Regions from separate parts of the Danio rerio genome. Here region 1 is linked to region 2. Evidence: chromatin contacts called from public HiChIP or PLAC-seq data. All regions are on one chromosome and are shown on one strand. Each heading gives the region's core, a stretch centred on a gene start, on an enhancer-like site or on the middle of the called end of the contact. The rest is flanking DNA. Distances are from core to core; before and after follow the strand shown. Region 1 holds the start of chd4a (chromodomain helicase DNA binding protein 4a). Region 2 holds the start of zgc:91968.

What was found. HiChIP or PLAC-seq counts read pairs in DNA pulled down with a chosen protein or histone mark.
Region 1: an H3K4me3 HiChIP or PLAC-seq map of gastrula embryo shows a contact between it and region 2, with 2.8 times the contacts expected there. The contact joins the promoter of chd4a here to the promoter of zgc:91968 in region 2. A contact is called at or near these places in 2 of 4 datasets of contacts at active chromatin or transcription factors (embryo and gastrula embryo).

The regions. Positions count from the first base shown.
Region 1 is chr19:5,989,766-5,995,172 of GRCz12tu, reverse strand. It overlaps chd4a (chromodomain helicase DNA binding protein 4a), which reads left to right and starts at 2,851. Exons shown (of 41, transcript NM_001044858.1): 1 at 2,851-3,125; 2 at 3,529-3,654. The coding sequence starts at 3,600.
Region 2 is chr19:5,920,182-5,925,683 of GRCz12tu, reverse strand. zgc:91968 reads right to left here and starts at 2,598. Exons shown (of 6, transcript NM_001002167.1): 1 at 2,528-2,598; 2 at 2,239-2,345; 3 at 1-103. The coding sequence starts at 2,330.

The sequences.
Region 1 (5,407 bases), core at 1,602-4,101, 69 kb before region 2:
TGGGAACTACACTGTAAAAACTGCTGGGTTGATTTGTGCTGGGTCAACATAAAGGAATTCATTCATTTTCGTGTCAGCTTAGTCCCTTTATTAATCCGAGGTCGCCACAGCGGAATAAACCGCCAACATATCCAGCAAGTTTTCAGCAGCGGATGCCCTTCCAGCTGCAACCCATCTCTGGGAAACATAAAGGAATTATGTTAACTTAATTCTAGTCTTCAACTGAGAGTGTGTCTGAGCCTCAGACATTATCAGGAAGGCTATTCCAGACTTTAGGAGCCATATATGAGAAGGCTCTGCCTCCTTTAGTGGACCAGAAGCCCTGAGTTTGGAGATCCTAAAGAGCAGGTTGGATTGTTGCAAGACAGAAGGTTAGTTGGATAAATAGGAGCTAGATTATTTAAAGCATTATAGGTAAGGAGTAATGTTTCATAATCCGCACAGAACTTAACAGGCAGGCAGTGCAAGGAAGATAAACTTGGGGAGATGTGGTCAAATTTCCTTGACCTGAATTGAGTGTCTATCTTTGTTTTCATTTGATCTATGAGGAAAATGCAAACCCAGTGCACCTATAAACATTATATCTACACTTGACCTGATTTCACATGTTTACAGTAGGGGGAAAATAACATTATCTCTTGCACTTACTTATGCATAATCACTGATTTATTTATTTATTTTGAAATCAGGATGAACCGTTTTTTATTTACTTTCACACCTACATAAAGTAAAATGTGCATCTCAGTTCATTTGGTGCACAACAATAGGGGCCTTCAAACTAATGCATTATGATTTGCATCCATTGTTTGCGCACTGAGGTACAATAGGTTGATGTGTTAAAATGTATTTATCGCAATGCTGCATAATATGAAGGGGGGGGGGGGAGAAAAAGAAGAAAAATAAGAAGAAAAAAAAGGGAAAAAAGCACAATCATGACTTGGTAAATGTGTCATATTCATAATGTCCACAATGTATGCCTTATAGAACCGATTATTTCCCTTTTCTGCATATTTACAAAGGACATTGTGCGTAGATGTACACTGTACACAAAACAAAAGGCAAATGAAGGACATTTAGTCGGCATAACAAATCTGAACCTGCAAAGCTTCAGTGGCTAACACAAGAGAGCAAAAATCTCTATATGAGCAGTTTTGCATGATTTAGTGTGGGGTTCAGTCAGAGATTAAAAAAAAAGGGAGGGGGGGGTAGTCGTCAGGCATATTATGGGATGTCTGGGCCATTAGGGAGGGGGAGGGGTGGGGGCCGGGGTTGAAGGGGGGAGGAAAGAGAATGAATTTCACACTCACGATTGTTAATTTCTGTCTTTGGGAGGTTTTATTTTGCTGCATGTGATTGAAGATTCACCTGTGAGAGACTGATGTTTTCATTTCTACCTCACGAAACAGGAAGATTCCATTGTTTTCAGATGATTTGTGCATATTAATGAACATTCTTAATTTAGTGTAGCCTAATAATGAACAGGAACCCCTTGAAATACTACTAAGCAACAATTTATCAGTGTATTAAAAGACTATAGTTGCACAAGCCAAGTTGGTGATTTGAGGAACAATCCAGCTCAGCCGCTGAATATGCGGCCTGTTGGTTTTTTGACCATATCCAACATCCTTATGAGTTTTTTTTATCAGTAGACATCTCTGATGGTGTCCATATGTGGCTTTTTCGTCCAGTTATGGAGTCACGTTTGGTGGGGTGATGCTGCGGGGGGAGGAGGGAACTAGCAGAAAGCCTAAAACGAGTATTATGGTATTCATTTTAGCATGCATGGTAATCTGAAACCCCTCCCTTACACCAACACCCCCCTCCACCCCACCCCACCCCAAAAGACACACACAGAAACACCTCTTTCTTGCATATCGCCATGACAACTGCCAGCACAGGAAGAATATTATGGTCTGTGTTTTCTTTTGGCTGAGACATTATTACTGAATATTTGGTGCTTTAGAGTGTGGAGGAGGGGTGCGCCTGAGTGGGTTGTCATGACGACCATCTCTATATTTCTTTGATATGTAATTATGCTATATGGTGCCTACCACTCCCCATCCCCCCCCCCCCCCCCCCCCCAACAAATTACATTTTTTTTTTCTACACATGTACATGTGTTCATGCATATGTGATGGACTCGATATGTGCGTCAATTTACTTTCAGAGAAATCCAGGTGATACAGGATGACAATGGGAAAGGCCTATGGCTTTCTTAACCCAAGATGAGGAGAAATTAGAAAATGCCAAGCAAAACATTGTCCTATCAGTTGAAGACAGGTGGCCATTTTATTTTGAGGCCTTTTAGAGCTGCATTATCAATGTGACATTTGAACTTGAGAGGTCTTGAACCTTGAACCAGACCCATTTCCTGCCATTCAGGCCCATTTTTTGAGGGCCAAACCGAAGTTGTGCTTGTTGTACAGAATAGTTGTGCGGTAAACTACCATTGGTGTAAAGTGCACTAACTTTAGGTTTTGATTATAGGTGCCATTTTATACGCTCAAAAATGTCTACTGTACATGTGCTGTAATAAGGAAGCGGGCTGGCGAGGAGTTGCTAATCGACTTTTTTTTTTCCCTCTCTCTCTCTTCCGGCTCAGTTCCCGTTCATTCTTTTTTCGGAGTTATGGTTATTGTGGGATGTCAGTGACTATGTTTATTATTATGGGATGTTCGCAGGGGTGGGAGGGGGGGTGGCTGTCGCCATGGCAACTGTTGCTAAGGGCACGGTGGAATGGGGAAGAGAGGGTCTGCCTTCGGTTGTTAGGGGGTTATTATGGTCTGTATGTTGCAAGGTAACTATGCGGTGGGGGGAGGGGTGAATGTCTGTATGTATGTGTATGTGTGAATATGGGGAGGGAGATTATTATGGGATGTCTGGCCCCTGATCTCTTTGTGTCTATGCAAAGGGTGTAAGTGGCAGAAGGAGAAACTGCGACGTTGTGTGCATCCTACAGCTGAGGAAAAAAAAATATCTGGATATACTTTCACTACTTACTCATTAGAAACAGGAAGATCACACTTTGCATTTAAGTGTTGATGAGAAGGAGCCAAAGCAACGTGGGGACATATTTTATTGCATTATTTTTTATATTTTTTGAAAAAAGGAACAGGTCAAGTTGTGTGAGTACACTTTCTTACACTGTACTACGTCAATTATGCTAATGTTGTTTTATGATTCGTACTATTTGTGACATTTTAATGCGTGTTAAAATTAAAACACCTTAAAAGTTATAGAGACTTTGCAGGTTAGCGTCCCTAGCCTGCTTAGCTAATGCCTCACTCACAGCATGCCCCAATTGCCAATTCAATGGCCATAACTTCTTTTAACCGCGTATTTTAAAAGTTTTATGATGGTTTTTCATTTGCATTAAACCAAAATGAAGTTTATCCAGCAGTATTATATACATTCGCATGCTTTTCGAATTTATTTTTGGCATGGAGTGACCACTATGATCAGCATGCTACCGTGACTATTAACTTCCGTTTGTATTGTTCTTTTATTTTCTGCCTCCCCCGGCTTCAGGAAGGCACCAGAGGAGGTGAAAATCGGCATACAAGTGTTCACGATCCCCTCTGGCTGGTGTAATCAACAATATGTCCGGCAGTGAGGACGATAGAGACGATTTTGAACATCGGTCTGTGATGCAAGGTAAAATATTTACATTTACGTATGTGGGTCAACTTCACTCGGATGGTCCGTTTTGCTGTCATTTATTGAGTTTATGGATGAAATATGACATAAACCGATTAGTTGTGACGCATTTTATGTTGTCGTTTGGAGTTTATTGACGTGAAACTTCATTTATTCGATGGCTAGTCGGCTAACTAAACAACAACTGGGGTTGATTCTAGATATTTCATTTTATATCACACGTATTGAACTAGAATTGTCATTTTAATGAAGAAGTCACCTTATATTTTTGGATATCATATAATTTTATCACCCTCTTGACGTTTTTAAGTCAGCGCTTTGTGTTGCCGGGTTTTTTTCTGCGCGGCTAGCCGTCGACTTACCTGTTATTTTTACCTTCACAGTCAAATAATATCCTCTCATATTTGTCAGATACGACACAGTAGTATAATTTGAGCGTCTTGGTGTGATTGTTGAGCAGTAGGAATGGTTTTATAATAATATTTGATGTATTGTTGTTGTACCGGCTTCGCGGCCTACCGGTAACAGTCGCGTGCTGCTAGTTTGACGCGTGAGGATTTTCAGTGTCTGACTGTTCGCGCGCTGTCGGCCTGTACAGTTGACGCAAAATATGCGCAAATTTACCTAGTATATGTCTATAAATGCCGACTTTTAAGCTTAATATTTTGATTTTGCACATCAGTGTGTGCAGGAATCGGATGTGACGCCAGTTTTTGAGGGAAATGGTTAAAGGGGGGCTTTGCCCGGTTTTCAGTTTACAGAATGAAGCCAAAATACTCGTTCTTGTTCATTTAAAAATGGAAGAAAGGTTAAATTTAACAGCTACAGGAAGGATATTTATAACACAAATGTATTGTGTGCAAGTTCATAGTATATTTAATGCAGTTAGTCAACTCAAAGTGACTTCTATATTTCTTTTACTTCTATATACCTGGAGAAAACCCAGTATATTGTTTTTCATAATGAAATATGAGGCAAGTCCATTAAGATCTTATCCGATTACTGTCATCCATGGGAAAACCTAGTCAAGGATTGACAGGATAATAATGCACGATAATGACAACAGTGCTTTGAGACTTCCCTAAACAGAGATGGTAAAATCAAGTCCATAATGACTTCTATTTTCTATTATTAAATTCAGTATTTGCAGTCCTGTTATCAAAAATAATATTTATTATCTGATTAAAATGTTATGTTATAGTGAATGCCTGTTATTTTCTCTCTCTCTCCCCCCTCAGTCATTCAATACATCTGTCATTCAATTAATTTTGACAGCTTGTATGAAAATATAGAGCCTCAGATTATTTTTACCCAGTCCTGATCAATGATTGTAATAGATTTGTAGATGGTTAATCTATCGCTGTGCTTTTATTAGATTAAACGTAAAGGCCAACGAAGAGCATTTAATGATTTATTGGATTAATCCGAGCAGCTCTTTGCCTAATTACAGAATTTAATGTTAAATTCCTCGTCAAAATAATGAAAATCAATAAAAGTTTTTAAATTTGAGTTTTTGTAGGGCTCATACAGACTAAATATTCAACTAAACATTAGTCTGAAATATTAAATCGATCTTTCTAGGCATGGAATGATAACTGTTTTCAAGGGATACCGCGGTTTGGAAAAGTCAAGGTTTCAAAGCTGCCTAAATTGTCTGCGTGCGTTCCTACTGTATATGTAAGATTTTTTTTATTTATTACGTTTTTTTTTAGTTTTTTATGACAACAGTATCTCCAGCAGACATCCAAAG
Region 2 (5,502 bases), core at 1,349-3,848:
ATCTCTCTCAGAGTGTGAAGGGTCTCCGGGTTCACTCCACAGGTTGGTCTCCTGATCCCGCCTTTTCTTCGCCTCGCGGTCGAAATAGTCCAGCGTGTCGTGACTGACACAAACACACAATAATCCACACAAAAACTAAATAAAAGGACGAATTAATACTGTCAACATAGGAAGACGCAGCACCGTCAAACAGGCAAGGTACAAATGTAGAGTGAACACATTCGTACTAGGGCAAGTTAACTAGGCTAATGTGTTTCAACATAAACATGTCAGTCAGAGTAGTTCGCGGTTTATTCCGCTGTGGTGACTCCTAGTAAATCATGAATTAAGCCAAAGGAAAAGCAGAAGACTTTTAGGCCTATCAGTTAAGCATTTTATGAAACACTATTGGTTGGTTAGCATTCTTAAGAGGTTTCAATTATGCATCAATTAACTGGAATACAACATATTCTCAACAGTGGCTTTAGGTGTGGTAAGCATAGTAGCAGTAATAGTGGAATATTTTTTCCCTATTGAATTATAAGACAATATTGCACATGTAATTTGAAAACCTGATTAAACCAGCTTTAGATGCTTGGCTGGTTTTAGCTGGTCATCCTGCCTATAGTCTCGCTGGTTTCGGCCATTTCTTTAGCTGGTCAGGCTGGAAGACTTGCTGAAATGACCAGCTTGACCAACATTGCCTTGCTGGGAGACCAGCTAAAACCAGTTACTTCCAGGTTAAAACAGCAAACTAGTTTAGGCTAGTTCAGTAGGGCGTTTCAGCATCGATATTGCAATGTGCGGATCCACAATAGTCACATTAAAATATATGCAATGTTGAGTCTTAGTTGAGCAAGAGCCACACAATTGTATTCAATTACCACATTTATACAGAATTTATGCAAAAAAAATTGTTTTGATCTTATTTCTAGTCCAAATATCTACCTTTCAAAGTGAAAACAAGATTAGCTTGATATAATTTAGCTTGTTTAAAGGAAAGATTGTTAATTTTGAATTATTCTGAATGTGAAAACTAAATAATTTTACTTGAATTTTCTATAAGAAAATTGTTCTAGGATTTTTTTTTGGCTAGAAATAAGACAAAGTAAAGAAACGCTTTTTTGCGTTGTCATTTATTCTGTACCAGTTGCGTCGTGATTTATTCTGATTTATTCTGTGATAAGTTCTGTCCCCGGATTCTGTTCCCATATAGAGTCCCCAGAAAACCGTCAAATAGAGATACTGCATTCATATCGCAATATTTATCGCAGAAAAATAAAATATCGCAATATCAGATTTTTCCAATAAGTAGGGCGTAACAATCACTCTGCTTCATGGCTGCATCACCGCCTTGGGTGTGCCTTTTTTTTTTTGATAATTCAGCATTGTAAAATATTCCTTACTTATAATGACATGGGCTAGTAAAATTAGCTATTAATATATTATTTAGCAATTTATGTTTATATAGTAAAGCTTATAAGCAACTGACATTAGTTAATTATAGTGAACATGAACTAAGAGTGAACTGAGAATAAACAACACTTCATTCATTCATTCATTCATTCATTCATTCATTCATTCATTTTCCTTCGTGTTAATTGTCTAAGTTATTCAATTTACCTATAATGCATATCTTTTGGATCCACACCAACCCAGAGAGAACATGCAAACGCTACACAGAAATCTCAACTGGCCCAGCCGAGACTCGAACCAGCGACCTTCCTGCTGTAAGGCAACAGTGCTAACCACTGAGCCACCGTGCCACCTTTTTAAAACTTTTCGAGATTAAAAGTTGTCGGAAGAAAGATCGAGGCCCCATAACGCAATTCAAAAGCATAAACCGTAACCACTGAGCCACCGTGTCACCTAAACAGTACTTCTACTTTGCAAAACTTTAAAAAAGTATTAAAAATATAGATGTTTAGCCCAACTTTAACCCACTTAACAAGTTTGTCTATATTTAACCTACATTTGAGTTTTTGCATTGTTACGATTTAATTTTACTGTGAACATTCACTAAAAGGTGAATATTAAGACCTAATTAAAGTAAACTACTTAATATCGTAATACCTTAGAAACATTTTGATTTTACGACAAATAAAACCAAACCTTTTAATTCTTTATTGTCAAATGGTAGCACTGTTTGTGAATATCTCTTTTGTAAAAAAAATTAATAAAATTATATTATTACTACTATAATTATTATTATCATATACACTCAAACATTTACAGACAGAAGATTATAAGTGATCAAACCCAATTAAAGGCGCCTTTTCTTCCTCATCTTCATCCTCACAGCAGCAGCAGCAGCAGAATTTGATGCAAAACTTCTTGAAGGCGGTTCCCATCCTCAAAATGCAACACTAGAAGATCCACAGAAGATTTCACATTTGCAAGATGAGCATTAAACAACATCCCTGCTTCTCACACAGCACAAAGGTAAGATTTCTGACGATTAAAAAGTTCATTAAAATAAACCTCATCCCTCAGATTAGTAATTTGTCAGGTATACATTTTCATATCCAAACTATTCTAAGTTACTCACCCCAATAACTGGTGGAATGCAGAATCCATCAAGTCCAAACGCGATTTTCAGTTATTCAGAAGTCGAGCATCTTTTGGGACCCAGAGAGCGACTAAAGCGTCCCGGTCTCTCTCTCTAGAATGAATAACATCACAGTTTGGTCATGAGTCTGAGCTGTGTGACCTGAGGCCATCACAGAGCTCTAAATAAAGCCACTCGTCCCACAGCCCCCAAACACAAATGTGCTTTTACCTCTGCGAATGATTTCAGCCTCAGTTTCTCACTGCATATATCCAAGTTTTGGAAAGAGTAAAAGTGAAAAAACGAAGCAGGTTGGAAGTAAAAATAGAGATTACGTAACACGGTTGCTTCATATTCTTATGAAAACCAATAATCCTAAAGCTCCTGCGAACGCTGGCAAAATAAGCAGACTGATAAATAGCAGACTTAAGAAATGTGGAACAGCAGGTCAGCGTTCAGCCAGAATCATTTAGGATTCATTGTGCCTTTGATAAATGTTCAAAAATGATTTGCACCATCAAAATGATAAACGCATTAAAAGCTAGTATATGCATATACAGTGCATTCGATAGCGCTTCACTTATTCCGCATTTTTTACAGCCTTATTCCAAAATGGAGTAAATTAATTTATTTTCTCAAAATTCTACACACAATACCCCATAATGACCATGTGAACAAAAGAGTTACTTAAATTGTTGCAAATTAATAACAATAAAAAACCTGAAAAATCACGTGTAAATCAGTATTCACAGCCTTTGCTCAATACTTTGTTGATGCACCTTTGGCAGCGATCACAGCCTCAAGTCTTTTTGAATATGATGCCACAAGCTCGGCACACCTGTCTTTGGAAATTTTTGCCCATTCCTCTTTGCAGTACCTCTCAAGCTCTATCAGGTTGGATGGGAAGCGACAGTGTACAGCCATTAACAGATCTCTCCAAAGATGTTCAATAGGATTTAGGTTTGGGCTCTGACTGGGCCACTCAAGGACGTTCACTGAGTTGTTGTGAAGCCACTCCATTGACATTTTGGCAGTGTGCTTTGGGTCATTGTCTTGCTGGAAGATGAACCACCGCCCCAGTCTGAGGTCAAGAGCATTCTGAAGCAGGTTTTCATTTAGGATGTCTCTGTACATTGCTGCTTTCATCTTTCCCTCTATCCTGAATAGTCTTCCAGTTCCTGCTGCTGAAAAACATCCTCACAGCATGATGCTGCCACCACCATGCGTCACTGTAGGGATGGTATTAGCCTGGTGATGAGCACTGCCTAGTTTTCACCTGGCATTCACTCCAAAGAGTTAAATTTTAGTCTCATCAGACCAGAGAATTTAGTTTCTGATGGTCTGAGAGTCCGTCAGATGCCTTTTGGCAAATTCCAGGTGGGGAGTTGCTTCCGTCTGGTCACTGTACCATACAGGCCTGATTGGTGGATTGCTGCACAGATGGTTGTCCTTCTGTATCGTACACTGGAGCTCAGAGAGAGTGACTATCAGGTTATTGATTACCTCCCTGACTAAGGCTCTTTCCCCCTGATTACTCAGCTTAGATGGCTCTAGGAAGAGTCCTGGTGGTTCCAAACAGCTTTCACTTACTGATGATGGAGGCCATTGAGCTCATTTGTACTTTCAGAGCAGCAGAAAATTTTCAGTAACCTTCCCCAGCCTTGTGCCTCGAGACAATCCTGTCTCAGAGGTCTACAGACAATTCCTTTGTCTTCATGCTTAGTTTGTGCTTTGACATGCACTGTTAACCCTGGGACCTAATATAGACAGATGTATGCCTTTTCAGATCATGTCCAATCAACTGAATTGACCACAGGTGAACTCCAGTGAAGCTGCTGAAACATCTCAAGAATGATCAGTGGAAACAGAATGCACCTGAGCTCAATTTAGAGCTTCACGGCAAACGCTGTGAATACTGATGTACATGTGATTTTACAGGTTTTTTATTTTGAATAAATTTGTAACAATTTCAAAAACTCTTTCATCACATTGTCATTATGGGGTATTGTGTGTAGAATGTTGAGGAAATAAATGTATTTAATCCATTTTGGAATAAGGCTGTAACAAAAAAAAAAAAAAAGGTGGAAAAAGTGAAGCGCTATCAATACTTTCCGGATGCACTGTATACGTTTTAAATATTTTATATCATAATAAGTGTTAGAAAATAGTTTTATTATACTATTTAGGATGAATTAATCTTCAGATTTGATTAATTCCAGTTCTTTTAGTGCTTTAAACTTATTTCAGATTTGTACAAATTAGATTTTGTTTTATTTATTTATTTATTATCATAATTATGTCTCTTTTGTTTTACGAAACACACACACAAACAAATGTACTGTTTGTTTTATCAGCAGTCGAAGATCATAAAAAAGGGGTGATAATTTCAGTTTTCGCTTTGTAGTCACAAAACTCCAGAACTAAACTGACATTCATGCATTTGGCCATGCATATACAAGATGAGCCGTTTAATTTGACAGTCTTTGAAGACTTGCAAACACTTCCCATCCTCATTTGTACCTTCCAGGTTTAATCGGCGGCATGTTTTCCTCAAATGTGCAATCTTTGCAGTGATAAGCCTGCAAATGCATACGGATCACTGAAAATGTAACTGCATTGACAGAAGAACCAAGGAAAATTTCAGCTCTCTGAATTGATAAGGCGAGGGAAACAGAGAAGTGTTTGATGTGTGATCCTCATGTGAGAGGCTCATAGGCTGTGTTTAATCACATGGTGGACAGAGCACAACTCTCTCTGCCAGAGGCTCTCGCTGTCTCGAAAGGCAGAATACAAATAATCATCCTTGTGATTATATCAGGATGTTTTTAAAGAGATGAGAAAAGCCAGCAAGAGCCAATACACTTATCCTTATAGTAAATTCTAATTATACACACTAAAATAAGGTGCAAAAGCCAACATTTATTAGATTTGAAAGGATATAATTCTGCCATGGTTTACTCATGCTTGACTTGATC